Regions from separate parts of the Anas platyrhynchos genome. Here region 2 is linked to region 1. The links are chromatin contacts, called in public Hi-C maps. All regions are on one chromosome and are shown on one strand. Each heading gives the region's core, a stretch centred on a gene start, on an enhancer-like site or on the middle of the called end of the contact. The rest is flanking DNA. Distances are from core to core; before and after follow the strand shown.

Region 1 (3,833 bases), core at 595-3,094:
ATCCTCTAGTGCATGCTTCTTTCTTTTTCCCTGTGTGTATATACATAAGCTAGAAGTACTTTTACGTCATGTAGCATGTGTTTAAAAAAAGACATCTGCTGTAGAAGCACTAAATGACTTTGTTTTTACTGTGCCTTACTTCAAAACTATTCCAAGTGCAATACCAGCAGAGCAAAATGTAATGAATCCTGTTGTGACATGTTCATGGATGTCTGGATTGATCTTTTTTGTTAGTGTACAATTTGAGTTGTACTTAAAAGAACTGAATGATGTATGCTTCTTTATATTACAACAAATAAAAGAGATGCTTACGATGTGTATTGGCTTTTGAGAGCAACTTATACTTTGTTTTAATGCAATTTCATGGGCAATCACTTTCTGCTAAGTAAGTTTTACCTATTTTTTTCTTCCCCATAGACTTAGATGGGCACATATGTCTTGTGAGATGGTATGGTTTTTCTTTTTTTTTTGTATGTTCTGGCAAGCCTGAAATGTACATGATAAATATTTCCCTTGCAGTGGAACACTTCTCAGGCAGAGCAATGCAACTGTTATATGCTTAGCGCTCTCATTCTGGTGCCAGAGAAAAATGAGTATTGAACTTGAAATTGTGTTCACTTCAAAATTTCATTGACTAAATGGGTCATTCTCTCTTCTCTGCAGAACCCGAAATGCTACATTTCTGTCATGGCAGAGCCAGATAACCTTTCTGTAGCAAAAATGAATGGGGATATCTGACTAAGATAATTGGGTTTGTTTCTGGTAAGAACCATCCCATGTCAGATGCCACTTCATCACTAAAATCTCCTGCTTGAAGTGTTACTGCAGTTGGTTGGGACTACGAAGATATTTTACTTTGGTATTTTAATGTGGGAATGCATTAATCTGTTTCCAAGATTTGTCTTAAGTCTACAAAAATATTACTGTTAAAGTATCCTGCACACTAGACAGGAGAATGTTAATTACAATGGTGCAGTCTTTGTGCCTTTGTGGAGAATAGTTCTCAGTTCTCCCTCCTAAAAAAAAATTTTGGGAATCCCTATTTTGAGCAATACAGAGGGACCTACCAGGCCATTTTTTACACTGTTATGTTCTGCCACCATCTAGTTGATAGCTTGCTTGTGGCTTTGTGTTGAGTTGAAAAGTCTTATTTTTCTTATAACAGCCAGCCTGTCTAGGACTTGTGCTTGTCTGTTAGCTAAAACGATGCTTAATCTACCAATCTACTTTAAAACATCACTTATTTATTTTTATTTTTTAATTTTTTTTATAGCTCCTTCTACTGTTGTTTATGCATGCTCTCTTCCTTCCTTGGCAGGCTGCAAGATTTGGAAGTCTGCAGTCCTGTGCTTACCTGAACAGAAGTTACAGCCCTAAAGGCTGTATTGAGCTTTTTAAAAATAAAAATTATTAAAAATAAGAAAAAAAGGAGATTTAGATAATGCTGTTGTTCTAATCCCTGTTTAGAAGGAGATGCTAGAAACAAGTTACCAAAATTGAACTCAGCTGTTTCATGCTTTGTGGCTGTGTGTATGCATAAAACATAACATGGGGGCTTGGAGTTGTATAAATTTAGGAAAATATTCTATCCATTTTTCACTTTTATAAGCTACACTGAATACCGGGGCGCTGCCAGCACAGACACCCTCACGAGGGGCCTGACACCAGCCCCACCCTGGAGCCTTGTTGGTCGTGTAGCAGAAAGCAGCAAAGGAATTAACAATGGTGCATTTGAGTAAAACGTATCTTCATCCAGCGGTTAATATAAAAATGCTAACAAACTTTGGTTCCCCCCTGTGGCCTCAGGCTCCTTCACCCCTCAGGGCCAGCAGTGCTGTGCTCGGGGCCTTGCTGGGGGCTGCCCCGGCCGTGCTCCCGCCGCCCTCCCCTCAGGGCGGGCCCTGGGACCGTTGGTCCCCTCAGGCCCCTGTGGCGCCCCGCTGTGCCCGGCTCCTTCTCGGCGGCCACCGAAATGAAATTAATGATTTTTTTGCTGGAGGGGTTGACTGTAGGGCTGGGGGAGGCAGAGGAGTGGTGGGAGAGTGCGGGGAGCCTTCCTCAGCCATGTCAGCCTCCTTCAGCCGTGTCCCCGTCTGGTGGTCGTCGTGTGCCCCCTCCCGCCGTACGCCCAACAAGACTGCACATTTGCCTCTGTCATTTGAAGTGTTCTTGTGACACGTTTAGGAATAAAACCCCCGTGTGACTAAGGCCTCCCTTCCTGGCCTGGTGGATGCCACCCAGCAGGCTGCCCCTGAGGGTTTATGTGCCTCACCTGTGGAAGGGGAGGGAGGGGTTATGTAATTTGGGTGCTGGAGACCTCAAGTACAGCAGGTAACTGCTAGAAGCTGAGGTGAGCTCATGGCTTGGCTGTGCTTCTGGAAGCAGCATGCACCAGAAGTAGTGTCAGGACTGTGGAAAAAGGTCTTTATCTCAGCTCAGACTTGATCCCCAAGTGCCTTCATCGTACCTTCAAATGGCCTACATCGCTGGAGAAGGCCGGGAACTTAGGGTAAGGCCTAAATCTGTTTTCTTCTATTTGATGCGTGTGTTTATTTTTTGCAATTGAACTTCTAGACCTGCTGTGTTGTGGGGGACTTTGAAGTGGATTACTGTTGTAATAAGAAAAATAAGTACAGAAAATGTTAAACATGAATTGTTTCACCAAAGAGAAAGATGTGAAGCTTGGGAAAGAACTGTGATTAGACTGTTACTGTTGTTTGAGAAAGAGTCCTTGCCCTCTGTGTTCAGCCACAAGAAGTGTTTCTCAAAAATTATTATATAACTGAAGTACGGAATTAACATTGTTTGTATTTATTTGTCTCTTGGTTTAATACTTCTGATGGCGGTGGCTTTGCGATAGCCCCTCAACTGGAGCATCCCTCTTCCCATTCTCTTGACATTGATAATTTCACCTAGGAATTATTTCTGTGTTGTTTATCTCATGTTGTGTTTCTCCCCAGTTCTAAAATAAGGTAGTTTATTTTTGTTACTTGAGATTGGGGTGAGATGAGACTTAAAAGCTTGCAAAAGCCTCTTGTTCCCTGTTTTAATGGTTACAGCTGTGCTTTTGGATCAGGTGTTTAGTGTTGGAATTGCTTCATCAGCAGACCTAATTCTCACCCTAGACAGGTTGATAAGTTTTGCTTGTTTATGTGAAGTAAAATATTTTCAACAAACTTTTGCCAGTGGTTATCAATTCCTGATTTTTTATTTATATATTTTTAAGAAAAAAACCTTCCTGACTTTTGAAATAGTATTTGTATCTTCTTTGGTCCATCTGTATCTTCTTGGTCCATTAAAATAAGTTTCAAGTGTTATGGTTTAACCAGTTGCATTCTGTTTTGTATAGACGTACATTTGCCAGAGTCCATGCTGATAAGTTTTGAGGCTCACGCTTAGTGTCATCTAAAAAATGATTGCACCTAAAGTTGGCTTGAAATAGTATAAAGCAGAAATCTCTCCTCATGCGTGCCAAGGTTTGTCTGAGGCCAATCTAAAACTTTGGCTATTTAGATTTACTTGTCATATAGATACATATATTAAAAAAGAAAGACAAAACGCAAAACTAAAATGAAACAGGAGCATAATTTTCTTCTTCCTATAGAATTAGGTGGTGGCCACTGTATTATTTAGATGGATATCCAGGTGGACAATGTAAATATTCAGATAAAAATGATGACAGGTTCATCTAGGCTTGTTTTGAATAACCCAGTCAATTGCTGTTTCTTACATTGGTGTATATTATTGCGATCATATTTCATTTTATCTATATGAGTCCAAAAAAAAAGCTATTTGTTTCTGCTAATCATAAAAATTACAGTTTAATTAAAATG
Region 2 (3,952 bases), core at 1,299-3,798, 160 kb after region 1:
TTTCCAATGTTCTGTGCCTTTGCTCAGGGGAGCAATTTTCTTTGGATGATTCTTCCAGGTCTTGTCTGTCTCTTCCAGGAACTGGCAAAAAGAGGTCTAGGAAATTGCTCTCATCCAAGGGGTTTGGTAGCTGCTGTTGGAGGAGCTCTTGTGATACAGGAAAAGTCTGTGCCAGAAGGGCTGAGGATGAAGCAGAGGCAAAGAAGCTGCAGCCTGGTTTCCTCATGCCCCTCCTCTTCAGCTTCCCTCCCACACCAGTCCCCAGAGCTGCAGCTGCTGTACCTGCTCTCCAGCTCTGCTCGGAGCTGTGACAGTGAGAACAAGTGCTGTCTGTGACTGGAGCCCTTCAAAGAATAACCCTGGTCGGCTTTGTCTCCATACGTTACCAGTCTCCATACATTACTACTCGCGAGGAGGGGGAGAACAAAGTGAAAGCGAGTTTTAACCCACAGGGATGGATTGAGCAGCATATGCTGAATGATATCCTGTGCAATGTTATAAGGAGCATCCTTGGAGCTGGCCACAGAAACAGGAGAAAATCTAAAATGTTTTTTTTTTTTTGTTTTGTTTTGTTGTTGTTTTTAAATCAACAGAACAGTATTTTGTTGTTTTGTTTCAGTCTCTAATGTGCTCATGCTAGAGCACAAAACAATCTGGAGACCAGTGATTTCAGCACAAAAGCCTGGAGAAGCCTTAGTCTCTGCCGCTGGCTTCTGCCACTTCTTTCGTATCTTTCCAAATTCCTTAGTGCCTGAACGTTCGTGGTTCTTGTTGATCTAGCTGTAAAGAAGTTCTGGGTTCAGCCCAGAAGTGCCAAGAGCATCTGCACTGGAAAAGGAAAGGCTCAGTCATGGCAGCTGTGAGCAGCTGTAATATTCCCTACCAGGGAAGAGAGATGGCCTTTTTTTTTTTTTTTCCTTTTAAGAAATTTTATTAAGGATTAATGGCTTAGTCATGTTCTTGATGCTTACTTCTAGAAACAGCATGCATGTTCTAGAAGGCACTAAGCAACTTGGTTTTGATGGTCTGTTTCGTTGTGTTTCTGAAGATATTCTGTGAACTGTACAGGCAGGCAGTAGGGAAGAAAAAAGTTTTTAGGCGAAGATGAACAGTACTTGCAGAGTGATTTGTGCCTGCAGGACAGCTTCTTGCATGGAAGAGTGCACACACACACGCGCGATATAGTTCTGAGGCTGGTTATGGGGCGAGATGGAAAGCAGACAGCGTGAAGGATGTCTGAGCTGCAAAGGAAAACGCATCTACCTTTGTTATGTGCCAACGAGCAGATCATCTCCGGACATGGTCCCCTCTCTGCAGCCTGCTCTGGATGCCACCTGCGCCTCTCTTGGTCTTCCGCAGCCCGGCTGCTTTGCGTCCTGTGGCACAGCATCTCAGACACCTCTAAACCTTCCAATTCCCCAAATCTTCTGTCTGCCTGCTGGGATCTGTGCCCTCAGCTCGCAGACAGCTGCTTTCAGCACACAGGTTTCGGGGACCCTGCGAAGCCTGGCGTTATAATGAAGACTTGAGTGCCATCTGCTGGTGTTTCATTTCCTTAATTGCTTGCAGACAGCTCTGACGGTTCTCGTCCTTCCTCCCCCTCAAACATACACTCCTATCATTCAGTAACTAGTTTTGTATTTTCCCCTCGTCCTTGAGTACACATACATCCTTAAATCAGAAAGCTGAAATATGTATTTTTTTCCTTTTGTTGATATGTTGCTAGTAATGTCCCTTCTGTAATTACTATTCATGTAACTTCATACAATTTTTCAGAGAAAGCTATTGAAGGTTGGTTCAATAGTTATCTCTGTATTTTAGATCTGCGGTTTCTTGTTTGTTTGTTTTTAAGTGGACAGTCATACCAGAAAGTATTATTTAAGAAGAACCCGCAGCAATCACAGTAAATGAGTGTGCTTTTTTTTTCTCCTTATATTGGATTTGAGCAGAATAATAAATGACTACAACAGGAGTGGTTTCTCCTGCAGGGGATTTGAGACAATGCATACAGGAATTTGAGAACTGCGTGTCTGTCACCTGCAGAACAAACACAACTTTGCAGATCTGAAAGCTTGCATGGTACACTACACAGAAAATAGGCAGAAGAAAGCACAGTTCTGCTGGTGAGTAGGGAGGGATTTTAGGGTTCTTCAGATCTAAATGCATTTTTTTTCAAAGATCTCTTGAATTCTTGCAGAATGGATGTTCCTAGCTTTTCTATCTTCAGAATACAATTAAAATTAAAAATCAAAACCAACCAACCAAACCACCCTAGCCTGCTAGAATTTGTGTATTTCAGTGAGAGTGTTGTGACCAGGGGATTGGGAAGGAGGGTGAATATTCTGGGTGGAACGTGTTACTGACATGCTGGATTAGACATCCAGTAAATGAGGTGCAAAAACTCAGATTGCTTTCAGCTGGGAACTGAGATGCTGCAAATTTGACTTCAGAAGCTGGCTGCTATGGGAGTATTCCTGTCTGGTCTTACTTGGGAGGAAATGATTTTCAGTGGTAATTTACAGGCTTTGTCAAAACTTTGTCCTGGAACTGTGCTTACTGTGACATTCGAAATTTCCAGAAAAGGTAAAGGCTCTTTCTTCTGATTCCCTCTTTCTGCCATTTCCTAACTGCTTTAAATAGTCTGTTTCTGACAGTGAGAAATCCTCTGTCCTTGAGAACTCACAGCCCAAATGCTGTGGGTTGGGCGCTGACCCTGCTGAGACAAAGGACTTGCCATAAATCAAATCCTCTAGTCCAGGTGGGTGGAGGAAATCAAGTCACTTTATTGAGTGCAGGAGCACAAATAGCATGGGAGCCGTCACATCTGACTTGTTGGCAGTGTCCGCATGGTATAGTAAAATCTGAGGTGATTCGCCTGAAATCGAGAACAAAGAATTCAGTGTGGATTGAGCCACGTGAACTACAACTTCTGCAGTTCTTTAGAAACAGTGTGTTGCTTCCTGAACAAAGACAACTAACGTTTAAACACAACTAAGTGGAAAATGGATATTCTGTAGGAGTAAGGAAAAAACAGAAATCTGGCAGACATCACCGAGATCAAGACAAATGGAAGCCAGTTGCTGTTGCCATTTGTCTGAGTTGATTCTGGGATAAATGAAAGTGTTGGCCTCATGTGCTGAGTCCCTGGTTAACAGGCATCAGAGTGCTGTAGATGGAGGACAGCAGTGGATCTCTGTGGATAGATTGGCACAGCCACAGCAAGGAGAATAGAGGGAGAAGTCAGATCTGGAAACAAGGGTAGGGGGCGGGGAGTGGGAGGGAGAACAAAACATCAGATGCTAATGTTTAAATGGTAACATTTTTAGCCTGTTTAGGTACAAACCAATTTGTCTATTTTCTGATTGCTAATGGGTGCTTCAGCTCCTAATTATACTGAATACCAGGCATGTTGCAAAAATCACTTACTGTTTTGATAATCATGGCTCAGCTTTTTAATACCTCTGCATTAGCTCTCTACGGCTCTCGACTTTTGAGTGGAAGGAGGCCACTCAAGCCTCACAGTCAGCAGTCTTACTGTCACACTTCTCTCTCTCTCTGGAGAAAGTGGATTACATCTCAGACCCGGATCCATTTAAGGGAAAACAAGCAGGCATCTAGCCCCAAAAGTCCACTCTATAGCCCTGAGTTCAGCATCTGTCTTTATGTATTGCGCTCCTCAGAAGGCTAACTGGGGCCAAAAGGCCCTTTAGGCTGATGTGCTACATAAACATAGCTCCAAGGAAACGAGCGATGGTAGGTCTGAAGTGTCAGCACTTGGAGATTGCAACAGCCCACTCTCCACTTGTGGTCCCAAACCTGGCTGTACCCTGGGGTGAGAAGGTGCAGTGCCCTTTATCTCCTGAAGTACAACCCCAGGAGGGGCAGGAGGTCCTGCTGCCTGCTCTGTATATATTGGCTCAAGAAATGGGAGCCCAGATTCAATTCATTTCCG

The links. A called contact is a pair of places that touch in the nucleus more often than the background predicts.
Region 2: a Hi-C map of skeletal muscle shows a contact between it and region 1, with 2.0 times the contacts expected there. The contact joins the promoter of LOC101795296 here to the enhancer-like site in region 1. A contact is called at or near these places in 2 of 8 Hi-C or Micro-C datasets (skeletal muscle and subcutaneous adipose tissue).

Annotation. Positions count from the first base shown.
Region 1 is chr12:14,165,252-14,169,084 of IASCAAS_PekinDuck_T2T, forward strand. It overlaps ESRP2 (epithelial splicing regulatory protein 2), which reads left to right. Exons shown (of 16, transcript XM_072043918.1): 16 at 1-318. Among named protein-coding and RNA genes, the nearest start is that of ESRP2, 46 kb to the left of the region's middle. Within about 2 kb of position 1,845, at least 1 of the 8 cell types and tissues checked has an H3K27ac peak or open chromatin away from gene starts, as enhancers often do.
Region 2 is chr12:14,323,161-14,327,112 of IASCAAS_PekinDuck_T2T, forward strand. It overlaps LOC101795296 (galanin receptor type 1), which reads right to left and starts at 2,549. Exons shown (of 3, transcript XM_013105259.5): 1 at 1-2,549. The region is part of intron 2 of LOC101794820 (dipeptidase 2); the gene reads left to right.